6 separate regions of the Mus musculus genome follow, and regions 1, 2, 4, 5 and 6 are each linked to region 3. Evidence: chromatin contacts called from public ChIA-PET, HiChIP or PLAC-seq and promoter capture Hi-C data. All regions are on one chromosome and are shown on one strand. The core of a region is the stretch at or near the end of the contact, and the rest is flanking DNA. Distances in the headings are between cores, read along the strand shown.

Region 1 (2,700 bases), core at 59-2,558, 230 kb after region 3:
TTTTCTTTTTCTCTTTTCTTTTCTTAAATGTCATTCTTTAGCCTAGGCTGGTACTAGTTAATAGGAATTTAAATATAAGTACTTGTATGTAGCCAGTGGCTACAGCATAGGTGGAGTGTGTCCTGGTTCATCCAGGCATCTCAGATCTTTTTCACAAAAGTCATCCTCTGTACTGGTTGGGAGGTCAGTATCCTGGCCTCATCTTTGTGCCAGATTAGGAACCTCCTGTGGTTCCTGGTGGTATCTGACTTGTATTGCCACTAGAATGAGTTGTCCAGTTGTCCAGAGGCCCAAAGCTTGCTGATTGGTGGGTCTCCAGCAGCAGCCTCTGAAAGGGTGAAGGGATAGCCAAGGTGGTCCTCTGCTGACTTGCCTCTTAGAGCAGAGCAGAGCAGGAAGGTAGCACATTGTCCTGGTTGGCCCCAAGTCCTTTTCCATCTCAATATGCCCAAACAAAACAAAACAACAAAAAAACAAAACTCCAAACGGAAGCCACTCCTTTTCTAACTGCATAGGGTCCTCCTTTGGCTCAGAGTTCATTCTGCTATGTCTCTCTAGTACCCCATCCCTCCCTTCTGAATCTCAGTTCCCTTCTCTATCTCTCAGCCCCAGCCAGTAATTCAGAGTGCCTATTTGCCTTAATACTTCATAGATCCTCCGCTTTGTGACCCAGCCAGGCTCAGCTTATCTACCTCTTTACTCCCCCAACTCCAACCGGGTTTCTTGCTGCCCTCAGGTCTCAGCAGAAAAGGCCAATCCCGTATCTGGTCCTCAGAGCCTCGATCCCAAAGCTCTCCAGTTCCTGTCCTAGTCCCATTTTCCTCCCTCTAAGCCCCTCTAAATCCCTTCCTTCCTTTCTTTTTTCTTTTTGCCTCTGGGCCTTTGCACAGATCTAGCCTCTGCCTACAACACGGTTCCCCGGTTCTCCATCTTTCCTTAACAGTGGCCTTAACAGAAGTTCTCCCTCTGGGTGTACTTTCACGCACTCTGTAAACTGTTTCACCAACATAGTCCAGCGGCCTCCTAGAGATCACTTACACTCGGGTATGAGTGATAAAACAGTGTACTCAGAGACAAAAACTAGAAATTGTGTTCCAAGAAGAAAACGACAGAAGACATCAGAAGGAAAGAGATGGGTCAGGCCGAAACAACCCAGCAAGGGCCCGGCAAGCCTACGTCTGCGCCCACTGCCTATGGGGGCGCGGTGGGGTGGGGCGGCCGGCCTCTAGGCCCCGCCCCGCCCAGGCTCCGCCCCAGGCGCTGGGCCCATCCCATCCCCGCCCCGCCCCGCCCCCCCGCGGCGCGCGCGCTGGCCGGGCAGCATGGCGGCGGCGGCGGGCGCCCCTCCGCCGGGTCCTCCTCAGCCACCTCCGCCGCCGCCGCCTGAGGAGTCGTCCGACAGTGAACCCGAGGCTGAGCCGGGCTCCCCGCAGAAGCTTATCCGTAAGGTGTCCACGTCGGGCCAGATCCGGCAGAAGGTGAGCCCGCGGCGTCGGCCGGGCGCGCGCCCCTCACGCCGCGGTCCCTGCCGAGGCCCGTGACCGTGTGCGAGCGGCCGCCCAGGCCCTGCCGGGCCCGAGGTCCTGCGGTCGCTGCTACGGGGCCGAGCGCGCCGCGGCTTAACGGACCGCGGGGACCGGGCCGCGAGGACGGGGCCGCGGGGACCGGTCTGCGGGGACTGGGCGCAGGTGGGCGCCGCCGCTGAGGAGACCGAGGCCCGGCGTGCTGCTGGGGCCGCTGCGGGGACCGCTGCGGGGGCCGCAGGCGCGTGCTCCCCGAGGCCTGGGGGGTCTGTAGGTCTGAGCACCGGGTGCAGCTTCCCGTACTCACCTGCGTCAGGCTCTCCCTCCACTGCTCAGCCCGCTGCGGGGTCCTCACCCCTATGTTCCGAAAGGGAAGGGATGCGCGTGTAGTGGCCGCTTCTCCCTCTCTCCCTCCCTCTCTTCCTCCCTTTCACCCTCCTCCCTCCTTGGGAAAGCCGGGACTCCTCACCCGCTGGGCTCAGAACTCTCTCCGTGGAGAACTCCAGCCGCTCGGGTTGCAGTGCAGAGAGACACATGCCTTTTTGTTGTCTTTCCCTAAGAATAAAGTTGCACCCTTTGCTTTTCCTTTCTGGTTCCTCTTGAAAACTGCGTATGGTTTCTTGCCGAGGTGAGCCCTCCTTGTTGGAAGGGCTTCCTCAGGCAGGTGGCTGGACAGGTGGTGGCTAGCAGGTTGCCACCGTGGGGCAGCCTTGGCAGTTCCGGCTGGCACGGGCTTGCTCATCCTGCTGCAGTGCGCTTTTCCTCCGAGGCCAGTTAGTTACCCTTTACTGGAAAAACCATTTCTTGCTTGATCATCTGCCACCCTCTGTTACTTGCCGGGGTTGGGGATTGGGGTGCCATTTAGGTGCTGACGTGGTCCATTTGTTATGTGGTACCCAAGTCATTCAGCACACGGGACCTAACACCTGTGTTATTCTAGCTATAACAATTACAGCCCCAGGAACAAGTTTAAGGAGCCTTGATACTAATGGAAATGCCCTTTCCTAGTGCTTGGTCCTTAAGATAGGTAGTGGTGTGAGGCAGATCAGACTCTCTGACTGAGGGGAATGGTGAGTGAAGGCCAGGATCGCGGTGGGGACGGTGGACTCCTCCGAAATTGCATTGAGTCCAGAGTTTTATTGGTCAGGAGGTGTCTCCCTGCCTTTCCTCTGGACAA
Region 2 (2,700 bases), core at 64-2,563, 240 kb before region 3:
GTTGACTTAAAAGTAATGAACCTGGAAGATAACTTTGTGATTGTTAGAGTTAAACTGTAGTTTTCACTTTTATTTTATAGACAAAGTGGATACTAGTCTAGTCAAGAGAATATCCTAATATATATTATATAATTTTTTTCAGTATTTTGTAAGAGTCATGGAAGTATTCCTGTAATCTGAGTCAGTTCCTGATAGGTTATGATGAAGTGCATGGGTACTTGAATTCACTTGCTTCATTGGATGTTTCATTCAGAATATATTATTTTCGGGTTAGAGGTGTATTTTTTGTGGTAGAGCTTTTGCCTAGCATTTGCATTGTGCTCTGTTTGGTACCTAGCACCATACACAAAATAAAGCTTTATCATTTTCTTCTGATCATTTTGATCTATGGGAGAAGTTAAGTTTGGGATAGCTGCTAAGGTATTTTTTGTTATAAATGCACCCCAAACTCCCATGCCTCCTCTAGTTTCTTCATTTGTGTCAGTACTGTTCACATGTTCATTGAGTAAACTACAGAATGTCCAAAGCTGAAAGTGCGTGCTACATACATATCTGCATGTGTCTCAGTCACTCTTAGCTGTGCAGCAGTATGGACAACATCACAATATCACCCCCCCCCCCCACTTGAGTATGCTTTTGTCATTCAGTAGCACAGGTCTGAGTTAACATTAGTGCCTTAGTTATGTGGATTTGTATTGTTCTGGGATGTTTCATCAGAATTTATTTAGCCAACTATTATTAGGTTGTTTCTAGTGTTTTGAAATTCAAGTGTTCGTTTTCATACAAATATGTGTCATGCCTTATTTAACAAGACGCGAGCCTCATTAGGTTATTTTATTTTCATTGATATATGAACATTATAATTTACACAGGCTTATATGGTTTAGGTTATTTACTTGGTTTGGCCTCCAGATACAGTTAAAAGACAATGATTACAAGATATATGCTGTTGCTTGTGGTATAAATGGGATATTGTTTTATAGTAAATTTAAAATAAGTACACTTGAAAATATAATATATCCTCAAATAAATAACTTTTCATTGTCACAATCACATACTGTGTACTACATGCTGGCAAATATGCCATGTTTTTAAGTGACTGGCAGTTCAGTAGATTTCTTTAGACCAGCACCATCACAAATAAGTCTCTAGTTACTTCAGAGTTTTCAACTCCATTATAATGTGGTTGAACAGTGAGTGGTTATAGTAAGTCTTATCACTGGTTGAAACTGTATGCATTGCATGATGGTTTACATACTTGTGAGTGCCTCCCTCTCCTTCCCTTTTGTTCTTTTTTTCTTCTTTCCCTTTCGGTCCTTTTCATCTTTCTTAGGCTTTTTGAGTCATTCTTGATGTAACACAAGCTGGCTTTGAGCTGTCAGTTCTCTGTTTCAGCCCCAAATGCTGAGATTATAGGCATGTTCCACCCCACTTGACTCTGTAAAAATGTTTCTACTGGGATAGATTCTGAGCAGAGTCACAGGTTGATAGTTAACCAGATGGCCTTCATTAGAAGCCTGCTAACATTTGATTTGCAAAGCTTTTAAGTCCCTATACTCCAACTACTCTGCGGAATGACTTTAGTGTTGCTAATTTTCCTTACCTCAGTGAAGGATTCTTTTTATCCTGTAAGAATATAGTTCGCAGTCCTACAGTTGTTCAGTTCACTTCTGCTATCTTTTTTCTGGAATTGGATAAAGGAATTTTATCGTGATTGACACTTCCTACTAGAGTTTCTCTCTAGAAGTTCCCCATAGTAAGATTTCCCCAGTAGTTATTGAAAACAATCCATGAAAACATTCAATTTATAATGGTGTACTAGCCTTGGTAGACGCCACTGTGGACCTCGTCACTGATGAGTTTCCTGTTGGTGCTGTGTATTGTTCAGGACTGGGATTCCTTCACGAGTGGTTGGTTTATTTTTTTCATACCCCAGTTCAGTTCTATCAGAGCCATTATGTCTTGCTAAATACTTAAATGTGGCCGTCTTGAAGTGTACAGAGAGATAGAACTTCATAGAGATTAACCTTCAGTGTTGAACATACTTGTTGGATGTTGGTTTCTAACTATTTCCCCTCCCCCTGTTTTCTTATTTTCAGGCAGAGGTAGAGGTGAATGTGGTTTCTACCAAAGAAGTTTTGATGAAGTAGAGGGTGTGTTTGGGCGAGGAGGTGGCAGGGAAATGCATAGATCACAGAGCTGGGAAGAAAGGTAACTAAAGTGTTGAGATTGTAATGTAATTAAGCATTTGCTGGTCTATAAAACTCACCCTAGTGGTATTCTATAGGACTTGCCTGTGTGCCAGTTATTTGACAGGCTGAGGAAGGAGATTCTGGAGTACTGGCTATCCTGCACAATTTAGCAAACTTCTGAACTCAAAATAAAAATGGAAAAAAATGGCTAGGATTCTAACCCATTGGTAGCTCTCTAGGGAGGTTCAGCCCTCAGTACTCCAAACAAAACAAAGCACACCGCGTTCCTTTCATGAGTGGTACAGGGTTGCGTGTTCCTGTGATCCTAACACTTGGGAGGCCAAGACAGAAGAATCATGAGTTCCAGACCAAAATGGGCTGCATGGTGTGACCTAGAGAATCACAGAAGTTGGGTGGGAGTGTTGTCTCCTCTCTAGCCCCTGGCCTTCCCTCAAGAAAGAACATTTTGAAAACACAGAACTTATCCCTTTTCTGCTTTTCCTGAAAT
Region 3 (2,700 bases), core at 77-2,576:
GCTTCTTGGTCATGATGTTTGTGCAGGAATAGAAACCCTGACTAAGACAATGTGTTAGACAGAGATTTCCTAAGGAGGGCTGCATGGGGTACTGTGAACTTGAGAGGACTCCATGAAGGGTCCCTTGTAGAGTTAGAGTTAACATCTTCAGCCTCCAGGTGGCAAAATCAGAATGTAGACGTGAGCTCTTGTCGAGACCATGTCCCCTCCCTCTGGCTCAGGACCTGGCTGGAGTACTCTACCCACTCTCAGATTTCCCACCAGCTGTGCCCTGCAGGCCCCAAGCTCCTGCCATGGATGACATCAACACAGCTCCCATGTCCTCCACACACCAGAGCTCCTTTCTGAATTACACCCTGCAGTCTAAAGAAAACTGAGGCTGAGAGCGATAAGCTCAACCAAGCTCCAGTATGTGCGTGCATGTGTGTGTAGGGGGGTGCCTGGCTTAGGTCTGTTGTCACATCTAACGTGACAAGGTTCAGATGAAGGAGTGAACAATCACCACTTCTGCCGTAAGCCAGCACTTCCCTTGGTGGGCCTGGCCTGAGGAACAAGGTCACCCAGCTCTGGGATCAAAGGGACAGTGGCTACCTTAGTACCTGCAGAACTCAGCTAGTACTGAACGGTGACCTTTAAGGGGTGAGCAAACATAGCCATGTCTAGCCACAGAGGGAATAGCCTGACTGGCCATTTGGGCTTCTGCAGTGCAGAACGCGGTAACATATATCACCAAAGTGGCCAGCTTGCACCATAGGGACATGTAAGCCCTTCCGTGAGCCCCAGGTGCCCAGCAGAGGTCCAGAGGGGCCAAACCAGACTGTTTTAGCTAGGGAATAGTGTTGCTCACAGTGGGCTGGGTCTTCTGACATCAACTAGCTTCATTAAAACAACCCCTACAGATGTATCCACAGGCTAGCCCAATGCAGACGTTCCCTCATGGAGATTCTCTTCCTGGGCAATCCTATGTTGTGTCAAGTTGACAGTTAAAGCTCACCATCACAAGTATGCTGGGTGGCGCTGGGGAAAACTGTGACCACCCTTGTGGACATCAGCAAAGGTTTCTGAGAGCCATGCCTTTGGCCTATTCACAAATGTTGGGCCAGGCTTGAGAAGTCAGCCATGAAACCTGACGCTAAAAGAGCCCTTGCGTCCCTCGTGTGGAACTTCGGCTGATAATGGACGCTTCTGGAGGTTAGGTCCCATTCAGGGGAAATAGAGAGCCAGTGAGTGAGAGGGTGGAGCAGGCAGCCAGTGCTGGCTGGGTGGGAAGGTAGATGATGCCCCCCCCCCACTTGGTTTCTATAATGAGGAAGTTCTGTGCAGCTCAGTTTCCTCTCCCTCGCTGAGTGCCTGAAACAGGAAGTCAGTCAGTTAAGCTGGTAGGAGCAGCAGAGGCAATTTCTGAGAGGCAACAGGCGGCAGGTCTCAGCCTAGAGAGGGCCCTGAACTACTTTGCTGGAGTGTCCGTCCTGGGAGTGGCTGCTGACCCAGTCCAGGAGACCCATGCCTGCCATGGTCCCTGGGTGGAACCATGGCAACATCACCCGCTCCAAGGCAGAGGAGCTACTTTCCAGAGCCGGCAAGGACGGGAGCTTCCTTGTGCGTGCCAGCGAGTCCATCCCCCGGGCCTACGCACTCTGCGTGCTGTGAGTACCCGTCTCCTCCCAACTGTCAGATCCAGGGACCACTGAGGTGTGGATCCAAAGGGGGAACCCCTGTAATGGGAGTTTGAGTTAGGTTTATGTCATAGGATGGTGGGACGTGACTGGCACTTCGTTGCCCTGTGGGGAGGGGAGAAGGGGGGGCAGCATCTGAGGCCCACTTTGGACCTTGGCGTTCGAGTTCAGGGAGCCTGTGTCATGACAGGCTTGTGTGGTGCTAGGGCTCTCTGAGTGACTCTGGGCCTCCCCTATACTGCAGCCCTCCATGACCTGTGGTGCCAGGGGTCTCCGTGAGTTCCTGTGGCAGGAGCAGGGACAGAGTCAGGAAGAAACTCAGGCCTCTCTGGTGGAGGGTGTATTGGAATGCATTTTGGTCAGCTCAAGCGTCAGTCAGGGACTCAGTGAAGGGCAACCTTGGCAAAAGGGTCCCCTCCTCCACCCTGCTAGTATGTGGTCTTAGAGCTAATTCTATTTGGGGAGCTGAGTCCGGGGTGCATTTAATCAGGATAGGATTCCTCGTGTACACATTTTACTCTAGGCTGCAAGGACACAGGAAGCCACAGAGCTGCTCTCTGAGTAGGTCTCTGTCCCTCCTTGCACTCAGCTATGTCCCTCCCTATCCAGGTCTCTGCCCCCGTTGGTACCCCCCCACAGCCCAGTGTGAAGATGTTGCTGAATATGCTGGTTATCCTAACAACAGAGGAAACAGCCACTTGCTGAAGGTTCCTTTTTAACACTCCGTCCGTCTAGCGTCTTCTGAGGAAGGCCGCCACCCCTATAGTCCTGTGGTCAGACCCTGTCCAGGCTTCAGGCTGGAGCAGGGCAGGAACACTGTCAGGAAGGGTGTGCCTACTTGAACAGCACAGGTACCATCTGATAGATTGTCCCTGGACTGAGAGAAAGATCTTTCAGAGCAGCTAGCTGCCCCCCCCCCAATCTTCATGCAGGAGGGAAGTGGGTGACTGACCACAGACTGTTCTGAGCTCTGACTCATGTTGGGACCTGCTGTGCTAGGCATTTGTTGGCTAGTTTCATCTTC
Region 4 (2,700 bases), core at 114-2,613, 200 kb before region 3:
CTTTTTGAGGTAAGCTGGTATTCTATAAAATTTTGAATGAACATGAGACTCAGGGAATATACTTATTTTTGAGCCTGACAGCATTCTCACTCCCCTTGTGTTTAGGTCCCTTTAACAATCAGGAGATGGCCGAGTGGTTTCAGGCGGGCTATTTTACTATGTCTTTGCTGGTGAAGAGAGCATGTGATGAAAGCTTCCAGCCCCTTGGTGATATCATGAAAATGTGGGGAAGGGTTCCTTTCTCTCCAGGCCCAGCTCCCCCTCCTCATATGGTGAGTATCTTCCCACTTGCCTGAGATTCACAGTAGACACAGGAGTACTTGTTTCTCTTTGAATGACAACCAGGGTTGCAGTGAAGGAAGAAAGAATGGTAGTTTCTCTTTCTTTTTCTTTGATACAGGGTTTTGGCCTGGAACTTGCTCTGCAGACCAGGTTGACCTCAAACTTGTGGTGGTTCTCTTGCTCCTACCTAAGTTGCTGGGATCATAGGCATGAACTACCATACCCAACCTGGTAGTTTCATAGAAGTAAATTGAAATGATAATGGGCATTTTTGAATGGGAGAATTGTATACTGAACACTAATGACCTTTTCAGAACTTACTGTGCATTCATCTATATATACTGTATAAAATCTGTCGGTGGTTTTCTAACCAATAAAGAATGAGACCAATATCTTATCCTGACCTAACCTGTAGGTCCTTTATGGTCTGACTCTCTCCCTTTCATAGCTCATGTCAAAGCTTTTATCTTCTGTGTTTCAAAATGGCTGGCCTCTGAAAAGTTCTTATTACTTTTACTTAGAATGTACACTTTTCCTCTCACCTCTATCTCCTTCTTATTTTCTGGCTCATAAAATTTCTTGAACTTGAGGCTTATCCAAATATAAGTGCCACTTACTGTGTTAGGATATTTTGAAGGCCTAATCCTTTGGCTGGGAAAATTTTCTCTTGAGGCTGGCCTTTCTCAGTTGAGTTGCTAGTAGAGGTTGCTATGTGTGTGTCTGTCTATGTTTTTATTAAATTGAAGCAAGTAGTGGTTGTCCATTGATAAAAGTGATACTATTTAATTTACCATGAATACTGGATTTCTGCAGTAACCTGATGTTGACTTACACAGCTATACTGAGGCTACCAGTGTTATTTTCACGGTAATTGTTTGATAGGTGGCAGTGAATGTGCTGTATCCTCTGTTATTAAAGGATGAGACTCACTGGCTTGCTGGCCATCATACTTTCTCTTCCATGATTCATACATTATTTTTGAGAATTGTTTCTTTTCAATCACAAGAACAATTATAGTGAATCATTACTTGAATTTACCTGACAAGTTTGAGCCTTATTTCCTGTCTTAAAGTTGAAATGTGACTTTGATGTGTCAGGAGCTAAAAGCTGCTCGCTTGGTTTTTGGCATGTTCTCACCCCTTGTTTTCTCCAGTCACAGTCTGCATCTCTTTAGTTGAAGCTGTACCTAAGCCTCGGTCTGTACCCTTCAAGGGGAAACTTTTGGGAAGCTCAGGTTGCTTGTTACCTGCTACCTCCTTCCTCAAAGCACTGATAAGAGAGCTGACTTTCACAAGCAGAACTCTTAAAACCCAGCTACTCGTGTGAAGTGTTGACTAGACCTTACTCCTGATATCTCTGAATTTAGGATTCTTCCTGCCCTAACCCATTGTATGTCAGATGCTTTATTCCAAGCTATAATCAGTAAGCCAGAAAAATACAAGTTCATATATGGTTTGCCTAGGGGTTAGTCTGTTATCTTAGGTTTTTATTTTTATTACTATAAACCTTATATTTTCTTTGCCTCTATTTTAACTTTACAAAACTAAAATTTCAGCCATCTTCTTTGAATTATTTTGAAATACAATGAAAATACTATTAGCCTGTGTTTCCACCTTCCAGTGTATAACTAGCGTTAGAAATCCCTAATTTGAGGGAGGAGTTCTCATCCTATCAGCTGTTAGGTCACTTTACTCTTTTTCATGTTGTCCTGTTTCTGTGATTTTTATGTGATCTTTAAAACAAGCCACCAAGATTTAGAGTGCTGGGTAATTTCTCAATTACAGTAACAGATTGGTAGATCACAGTTCAGCTTTCAGTTTGAAGTAGTGGATGACAGTGCTGAGTAAGGACTGCTTGTGACTTATGTTGGTAATGCCACCTCATACCACTAGGTGGCATTGCTTGGTTTTTTAAGGTAATGGGGTTTTTAGTTAAGGGTTTGAAGGGCACAAGTTTGGAGTAGGAAGCAAAGGTCTTGCGTGTGGTGTGCTATGTGTGTGCGTGTGCATGTGTGTAGGTGTGTATACTCGATGCTATGTATGCTCATTGCTGTCTATCTCATGGTGCTTCTTCTTGTACCTCTTTTCCCTCAGGGAGAATTGGACCAGGAACGCCTGACCAGACAGCAGGAACTCACTGCCTTATACCAGATGCAGCACCTCCAGTACCAGCAGTTCTTAATCCAGTAAGAGAGTGATGCAGTAGGATGCACTGCAGCATCAAAAGAACCTGACATAGAATCTGCTTCAAGTCTCACCTGTTAGAGTGAGAACTCAAGGCTTCTGTGATTCTTGAGTAGCCTACTAGTGACGTGTGTGCCACTGTCCATCTCATTGTAGCTTGCCTTTTAATTCTAGATTCCAGAGAATGGCATCTAATTAGGTTTTCAGGGTCTTTAGTTGCTGAAGAAAGAGCCAG
Region 5 (2,700 bases), core at 163-2,662, 210 kb after region 3:
TGGCTCACACACACTGAGATGTGGGCCTCAAACGTGTGCTCCTCCTACTGCTGCCTCCCTAGTAGTGAGTTGCAGGTGTGTGCCGCTATGGCCAGCTGACAGCACACAGGAAAGTTCAGGATCAGGGCATTGGCAGATTCATCTGACAAGCAGCTCATCCAACAAGCTCCTGGAACCTCCTTGTTAAGGCCACGGAATCCACTCATGAGTGTGCTGTCCCCACAACTCCATCACTTCCCAGAAAGCCCTTCTCTTCACAGTGAATGCTCACTTGGGCTACTGGGATGAGCTGGCAAAAATGCCAGCTTCCCAGCCTGGTGCCATGACTTTGATCTCTGGAACTCATGTAGGGGAAGGAGAGAATGACTTTCCCACAAGTTGTCCTCTGACCTCCCAACAAGTCCTTGACATGTTCGTGGCCTCCTCCAGTGATGCAAATTTTAAAAATAATGTCACCCTGGGGTTGTAATTTCAATTTTGAAAGAACAGAAGCAAACTTTCAGAAACAGCTGCAAAATTGATCATGTATCATTGCATACTTGTATTTGAAATTACTTCTCGGGGCTGGAGAGATGGCTCAGTGGTTAAGAGCACTGGCTACTCTTCTAGAGATCCTGAGTTCAAATACCAGCAACCACATGGTGACTCATAACCATTTCTAATGAGACCAGATGCCCTCTTCTGGTATTTCTGAAGACAGCTACAGTGTACTTATTTATAGTAATAAATAAATCTTTGGGCTGGAATGAGTGGGGCCAGAGTGAGCAGAGGTCCTGAATTCAATTCCCAGCAACCACATGATGGCTCACAACCATCTGTACAACTACAGTGTACTCATATACATAAAATAAATAAATAAAATTTAAAAACAATTTACTTCTCAGCAAAGTGTGTTGGTGCATACTTGTAACCTAGCACTTGGGAGCCTGAGGCAGAGTTGTGAGTTCTAGGCCAGCTTGGGTTACACAGGAAAGCCTTTTTCAAAATAAAAAAAAAATATTTCTCAAAATATATTGGAAAATAATACCAATGACCTTGAAACGGTGAAATTTTCTGAAACAAAACATTAGTAGTTTTCTATAAGTTGGGTACTGTGATGGGAACTTGAAATTGTTTCTCTTAATCCTCAAGCTTGATTTTAAGAGATTATGGGTTTGGAGGAGAGAAGGGTGCTTCCTGGAGCCGAATCTCAGAGCCCGGTGTTTTGGTAACGCAGAGTGAGTCACTGGTATACAGAAATGGCCTGCAACCAGACCTTGAAAAATTGCAGCTTGAAGCCGAGGGCTGAGAAAGCCAGAGTCAAATGGTCCTGTGTGTCTCCTTGAAGGCACGAGGGGCTGCCCTGACCACCCCCTCCTGTCTTCCCTTTGCAGTGGAACAGATAGCCAATGTGGTTCTCTACTCAAGTGACTATTACGTCAAGCCTGTAGCCTCGGAGGAAACACAGTAAGTAGCAGGTGTCTTTCCACTTCCTGGGCGGCAGCCCGCTTTGTCAGCTTCCTCTTCTGAAGAGGGAACTTTGCCTTTTCTGAAAAGAAAGCCTTTGCTTTCTTCCCCCTTTCTCCCATCAAGAGCTATGAAGCAAGGCAGGCTAGGCTATGTGTTTATTTTGCCTCTGGGTCCATCTCTTAGGCTGGGAGAACAGTCTTTATAAACAAGGGACCGGAGGAGAGAAATCTAGAGAGTAAGGTCACTATGGGAACAAGAAGGGCTCTGTGTATCCTTGGAATGTGTTGACAGGAATGAGATGCTCGTCCTGCCCCCAGAAGATGACTAAATGAGCTATTAGCCCAGGCTAGGGCTATGATATGTATGTGTGTGTATATATATATATCTATATCTATCTATATATATATATGCGTATATCTATATATGCATATATCTATATATACATATATATATATATATATATATATACACACACACACACACACACACACGTGTGTGTGTGTGTGTCTGCATGCATGTTTCATTCTCTCTGTCTGTCTGTCTGTCTCCCCCCCAGCTTGACTGTCATGGAAGGGGGCCCTCGGGCTAGAATGATAGCCTTTACTGTAGCAGAATTTGCAGGAAGATTACACCAGATGTGTGTGTGTGTGTGTGTGTGTGTGTGTGTGTGTGTGTGTGTGTGTGTGTATCTCTATACCATTTCCTGTTTCTCATTCAAAACTCTGTGTGCTTTTTGGACCAAATGATCCTCGGGAGAATGGACACCATTCTAGGATTTCCCGGGGGTCGGGGGTGGGCAGAGCAGTCTAGAAATGGGGCCATATCATGTTAGCTTTTTCATTGTTTAGGCACAGGCACGTATCTGAGAAAACAAACTGTCACAGAAATATCTGTTTCCATTCACAGTTTCTATTGATCACAGCAGGGTGGGCGTGGCAGAGCAGAACAGCTCAGGAAACAAGGAATGCAGGCATTAGCAGGATACCCCTGCTCCCCCTTTGATGACAGCCAGGTTTCTAGCCTCTGCAATGGTGGCTCTTGTATCCAGGGCAGCCTTCCCTCTGGGCTAATCTTCTCTGGAAATGTTCTCACAGACACATCCTGAGTTGTTTTCTCTCATCTCCAAGGCCCTTCTCAAAACCATCCCATTACGACTAAATCACATTGGTCTCAATGTAGAAGCCACTCAGAAGGCTGCAAGAGCCCAGCACTGTTCCAGACACATCCAGCAACCAGGGCTCTGGTGGGCAG
Region 6 (2,700 bases), core at 191-2,690, 170 kb before region 3:
TGCATAATTGTAGTTGTGTTGTGTCTTGTTTCATAGGACTCTGTCTGGGGGATGAACCATAGTACACTCCATTCGGTATTTCAGACCAATCAAAGCAACAACCAACAATCAAATTTTGAGGCTGTGCAAAGTGGCAAGAAGAAGAAAAAGCAGAAGATGGTTCGAGCAGATCCCAGTTTATTAGGTAAGACTAGGCCTGGACTCTCAGGTGGGGTGAGAGGAAGGTTTTGGGTGCTGACAGTAACCAGATACATCGCTGCAGTCTTCATGTAAAGATTCATTTTACTATCTGGTTTTAAGAATAGGCAATATTTCCTGGGTGTGTAAGTGTAGGAGATTTGCCCATGTGCTAGTATAGACAAACTAGCAGTATGATTCTGGTCCTTCAAACTTTAAAGCCTTACTTAGAATTTCATGCAAAAATAACGAAAGTGGACAACAACAGTAGAGCTAGTTGAGAAGTTCAGGTGCTTATTTCTGCTGGAAGCAGATGTTCAACTAAGCAGTGCTTGTTACGTCCACTTTCTGTAGGTCCTGGGCAACTGCACTGCCAGGACACCCACTTGTCTTGGCCAGTGAGCTGCAGGCCTTCTCCACTCTTCTGTGGTAGATGCCTCCATATCTAGTACTGAGAGCTGTTGTCCTCATATGCAGCAGCTTCCTAAAAAAAGCAGATGCCTAAATTAGGGCTTTAAATGACTCCAGGGATGGTAGGGAACAGTATTTCATAAGTAATGAATGTAAGTTGCTTTGTATCTTAAATTGGCCCAACAAACCCATAAATAAATAAATAAATAAATAAATAAATAAATAAATAAATAAATAAATAAATAAATAGTGATAAATGAAATCCTTCACTGCTTTTGAACATGAAGTTAATGGAAACTTGGCTGTCATAGTCGATTTTCTTCTTCTCTGGAGTGTTAATATTAAACATGGGTCAGAAACTATAAAATTCAGACAGAGCTGAGCAGATTTCTAACTACTTGCAGCTGAGAAGCCCTTGTGATGTAGCTTACAGGTGTGAGAGGCTGCTCCACGGATGTTTGTCCTTGCAGTGTGGTCTTGGTCTTCTGCCAGAGACCCCAGCAGGGATGTCAGCATCTCTCAGGACATGGGAGGTGGGTCAGTTCTCTCAGGCTTGGAAGGGCAGTCAGCGCAGGAGCAGAGCTTCCCACTGAAGCCAAGTCACTGCCTACTTACCCCTCTTTCTGGAAATGCCTCTGAAAGTTTTTAATTTTCTTTCAGTTTTTCTGCTTATTCATTTTCATATATTACTTTCCAATGGGTGTATTCCCTGCAAATTTATAGGTTGAGAATTTTTTTCCATGCACATACTGGAAAAATAGGTTCCAATTTGATCTAAAGTGACCACAGAGAGCAGACTGCAAAGGAACCAGCAGAGGGCGCCCCAGCCTCACTTCACTTCTAGGCGCCCTTCACTCTTCTCTGGTCATACTGATTGTAAGGGTTCCCAGGGGGCCCGTGTAAACCATTTGGGGGTGATAAAATATATAGCTTCCTCTCAGTCAGACTCCCCTTTGTAGAAACACAAAGACATTGTCATAATCCTAAAAGGAAGCATGAAGGTGAGTGTTGTAGACCTAGTAGAAAGTGGTCTGTGGAGCAGCAGAGTGAGGAAATCCCCTTTTGTGATGCCCTGCCTTTCATGGCACTCACAGGCTGTTGCTTTTTGAAGTTGGAAGGCTAAGTTTATGCCTGACTGAGCTCCTAAATCAGTTAAGTCAGAGCATGTCTGCTAAAAAGCCTCACCTTGTAATCAGCACATTAAAACATCAAATAATCTTTATTTCTCAATAGCTTTCTCTTTTCCTATCTTGATTAATATTAGTTGATTTTTAAATTACATTTCTTCTGTGCTATGCAACTTGTTGTTTCTATCTCACTTAATTTGTTTTTGAACTGAAATCAAACCTGCTTCAGAATAATAAAGGCAATAGCTCATTTCATAGACTGCTGGGCTTTAGGTTTTTAGACTTACCAAGTAAAACCATCACCTGACAGATACAAACACTAAGCCTTCAGTATTTCCAAGGGAAAAACGGGTTCTCAGGTGGGTTGTGGGTGGAGTTTCTGGTTGGGCCTGTGTATGGAGTTTGGTGTACTCACTTCTCCGTGTGTGTGCCTTGTCACACAGCAGCTTTCTCCATAGCTTCTTAGTTAGTAAACAGGCTTCTTTATTTTTTTAAATCTTATTTTTGATCCTGTTAATTAAGCCATCTTATTATGCAAGACTTTATTTGTTATTAGAACATTTCAAATGCGTATTTATTTGAAAATTTAAACATTGAGGTACAAAATGAAGGTGTGAAAAACCCACCCAGTACCAGCAACCGCAGCAGAGTGGAGGGCGTTGACTGTTTGCTTTTGGCGTCCAAATAACAGCTGAAACAGTTGAGGATTCATCCAGGGCTGAGGAACTGGGGAGCTTTCTTGGAGCTGCTCCCTCTCAAGAGGCCCATCACTAAAATTCTAATCAACTTGTGGTTATGGATTTTATTGTAAAAGTCCCTTCATGTGACCAGTAGCGTTAGGTATTCTAATGTCACAGTGCTTGTGATTACTGTCGGTTATGCCTCTCCTAAGCTGATTCCATTCCAGTCTGACTGACCAGAGATCCTTTTCTGCATAGGTATGCTTGCATCTTTCTTCTTGTCTTTCTTCTGTACCCAGTTTAGT

Evidence for each region. ChIA-PET counts read pairs in DNA pulled down with a chosen protein or histone mark. HiChIP or PLAC-seq counts read pairs in DNA pulled down with a chosen protein or histone mark. Capture Hi-C pulls out chosen DNA fragments and counts their contacts.
Region 1: a promoter capture Hi-C map of liver shows a contact between it and region 3. The contact joins the promoter of Dgkd here to the promoter of Inpp5d in region 3. A contact is called at or near these places in 2 of 39 promoter capture datasets (liver and pre-B cells), 5 of 484 Hi-C or Micro-C datasets (B cells, CD4 T cells, CD8 T cells and 2 more), 9 of 115 datasets of contacts at active chromatin or transcription factors (the 230-238 cell line, double positive thymocytes, effector CD8 T cells and 6 more) and 3 of 9 other capture datasets (adipose tissue, liver and macrophages).
Region 2: an RNA polymerase II ChIA-PET map of memory CD8 T cells shows a contact between it and region 3, with 104 read pairs. The contact joins the enhancer-like site here to the promoter of Inpp5d in region 3. A contact is called at or near these places in 2 of 39 promoter capture datasets (embryonic stem cells and neural stem cells), 1 of 484 Hi-C or Micro-C datasets (Th1 cells), 6 of 115 datasets of contacts at active chromatin or transcription factors (CD8 T cells, bone marrow-derived dendritic cells, extraembryonic endoderm stem cells and 3 more) and 1 of 9 other capture datasets (adipose tissue).
Region 4: a contact with region 3 is called in an RNA polymerase II ChIA-PET map of memory CD8 T cells, with 58 read pairs. The contact joins the enhancer-like site here to the promoter of Inpp5d in region 3. A contact is called at or near these places in 6 of 115 datasets of contacts at active chromatin or transcription factors (the 230-238 cell line, CD8 T cells, acute myeloid leukemia and 3 more) and 3 of 9 other capture datasets (adipose tissue, embryonic stem cells and pancreatic islet).
Region 5: a contact with region 3 is called in an RNA polymerase II ChIA-PET map of memory CD8 T cells, with 98 read pairs. The contact joins the enhancer-like site here to the promoter of Inpp5d in region 3. A contact is called at or near these places in 1 of 484 Hi-C or Micro-C datasets (centroblasts), 8 of 115 datasets of contacts at active chromatin or transcription factors (CD8 T cells, the HPC-7 cell line, bone marrow-derived macrophages and 5 more) and 3 of 9 other capture datasets (adipose tissue, embryonic stem cells and liver).
Region 6: a contact with region 3 is called in an H3K27ac HiChIP or PLAC-seq map of thymic regulatory T cells, with 5 times the contacts expected there. The contact joins the enhancer-like site here to the promoter of Inpp5d in region 3. A contact is called at or near these places in 1 of 39 promoter capture datasets (macrophages), 2 of 15 datasets of contacts at CTCF or cohesin (CD8 T cells and the NIH/3T3 cell line), 19 of 484 Hi-C or Micro-C datasets (the AtT-20 cell line, the C2C12 cell line, CD8 T cells and 13 more), 18 of 115 datasets of contacts at active chromatin or transcription factors (the 230-238 cell line, CD8 T cells, the HPC-7 cell line and 15 more) and 5 of 9 other capture datasets (adipose tissue, embryonic stem cells, liver and 2 more).

The regions. Positions count from the first base shown.
Region 1 is chr1:87,851,979-87,854,678 of GRCm38.p6, forward strand. Dgkd (diacylglycerol kinase, delta) reads left to right here and starts at 1,309. Exons shown (of 30, transcript NM_177646.3): 1 at 1,309-1,478. The coding sequence starts at 1,323. Gm19582 (predicted gene, 19582) reads right to left here and starts at 2,321. Exons shown (of 2, transcript NR_136921.1): 1 at 1,993-2,321; 2 at 1,369-1,880.
Region 2 is chr1:87,376,873-87,379,572 of GRCm38.p6, forward strand. Gigyf2 (GRB10 interacting GYF protein 2) reads left to right here. Exons shown (of 29, transcript NM_146112.4): 7 at 2,100-2,211. Among named protein-coding and RNA genes, the nearest start is that of Kcnj13, 17 kb to the right of the region's middle. Within about 2 kb of position 1,314, at least 15 of the 459 cell types and tissues checked have an H3K27ac peak or open chromatin away from gene starts, as enhancers often do. A contact at or near this core is called in CD8 T cells, Th1 cells, memory CD8 T cells and 1 more, where this site is marked.
Region 3 is chr1:87,618,986-87,621,685 of GRCm38.p6, forward strand. It overlaps Inpp5d (inositol polyphosphate-5-phosphatase D), which reads left to right and starts at 1,327. Exons shown (of 27, transcript NM_010566.3): 1 at 1,327-1,646. The coding sequence starts at 1,504.
Region 4 is chr1:87,416,713-87,419,412 of GRCm38.p6, forward strand. It overlaps Gigyf2 (GRB10 interacting GYF protein 2), which reads left to right. Exons shown (of 29, transcript NM_146112.4): 15 at 106-272; 16 at 2,376-2,467. Among named protein-coding and RNA genes, the nearest start is that of Kcnj13, 23 kb to the left of the region's middle. Within about 2 kb of position 1,364, at least 7 of the 459 cell types and tissues checked have an H3K27ac peak or open chromatin away from gene starts, as enhancers often do. A contact at or near this core is called in CD8 T cells and memory CD8 T cells, where this site is marked.
Region 5 is chr1:87,827,024-87,829,723 of GRCm38.p6, forward strand. It overlaps Sag (S-antigen, retina and pineal gland (arrestin)), which reads left to right. Exons shown (of 16, transcript NM_009118.2): 10 at 1,374-1,446. Among named protein-coding and RNA genes, the nearest start is that of Sag, 25 kb to the left of the region's middle. Within about 2 kb of position 1,413, at least 155 of the 459 cell types and tissues checked have an H3K27ac peak or open chromatin away from gene starts, as enhancers often do. A contact at or near this core is called in CD8 T cells, the HPC-7 cell line, adipose tissue and 7 more, where this site is marked.
Region 6 is chr1:87,446,276-87,448,975 of GRCm38.p6, forward strand. Gigyf2 (GRB10 interacting GYF protein 2) reads left to right here. Exons shown (of 29, transcript NM_146112.4): 28 at 37-184. Among named protein-coding and RNA genes, the nearest start is that of Snorc, 23 kb to the right of the region's middle. Within about 2 kb of position 1,441, at least 7 of the 459 cell types and tissues checked have an H3K27ac peak or open chromatin away from gene starts, as enhancers often do. A contact at or near this core is called in regulatory T cell precursor and thymic regulatory T cells, where this site is marked.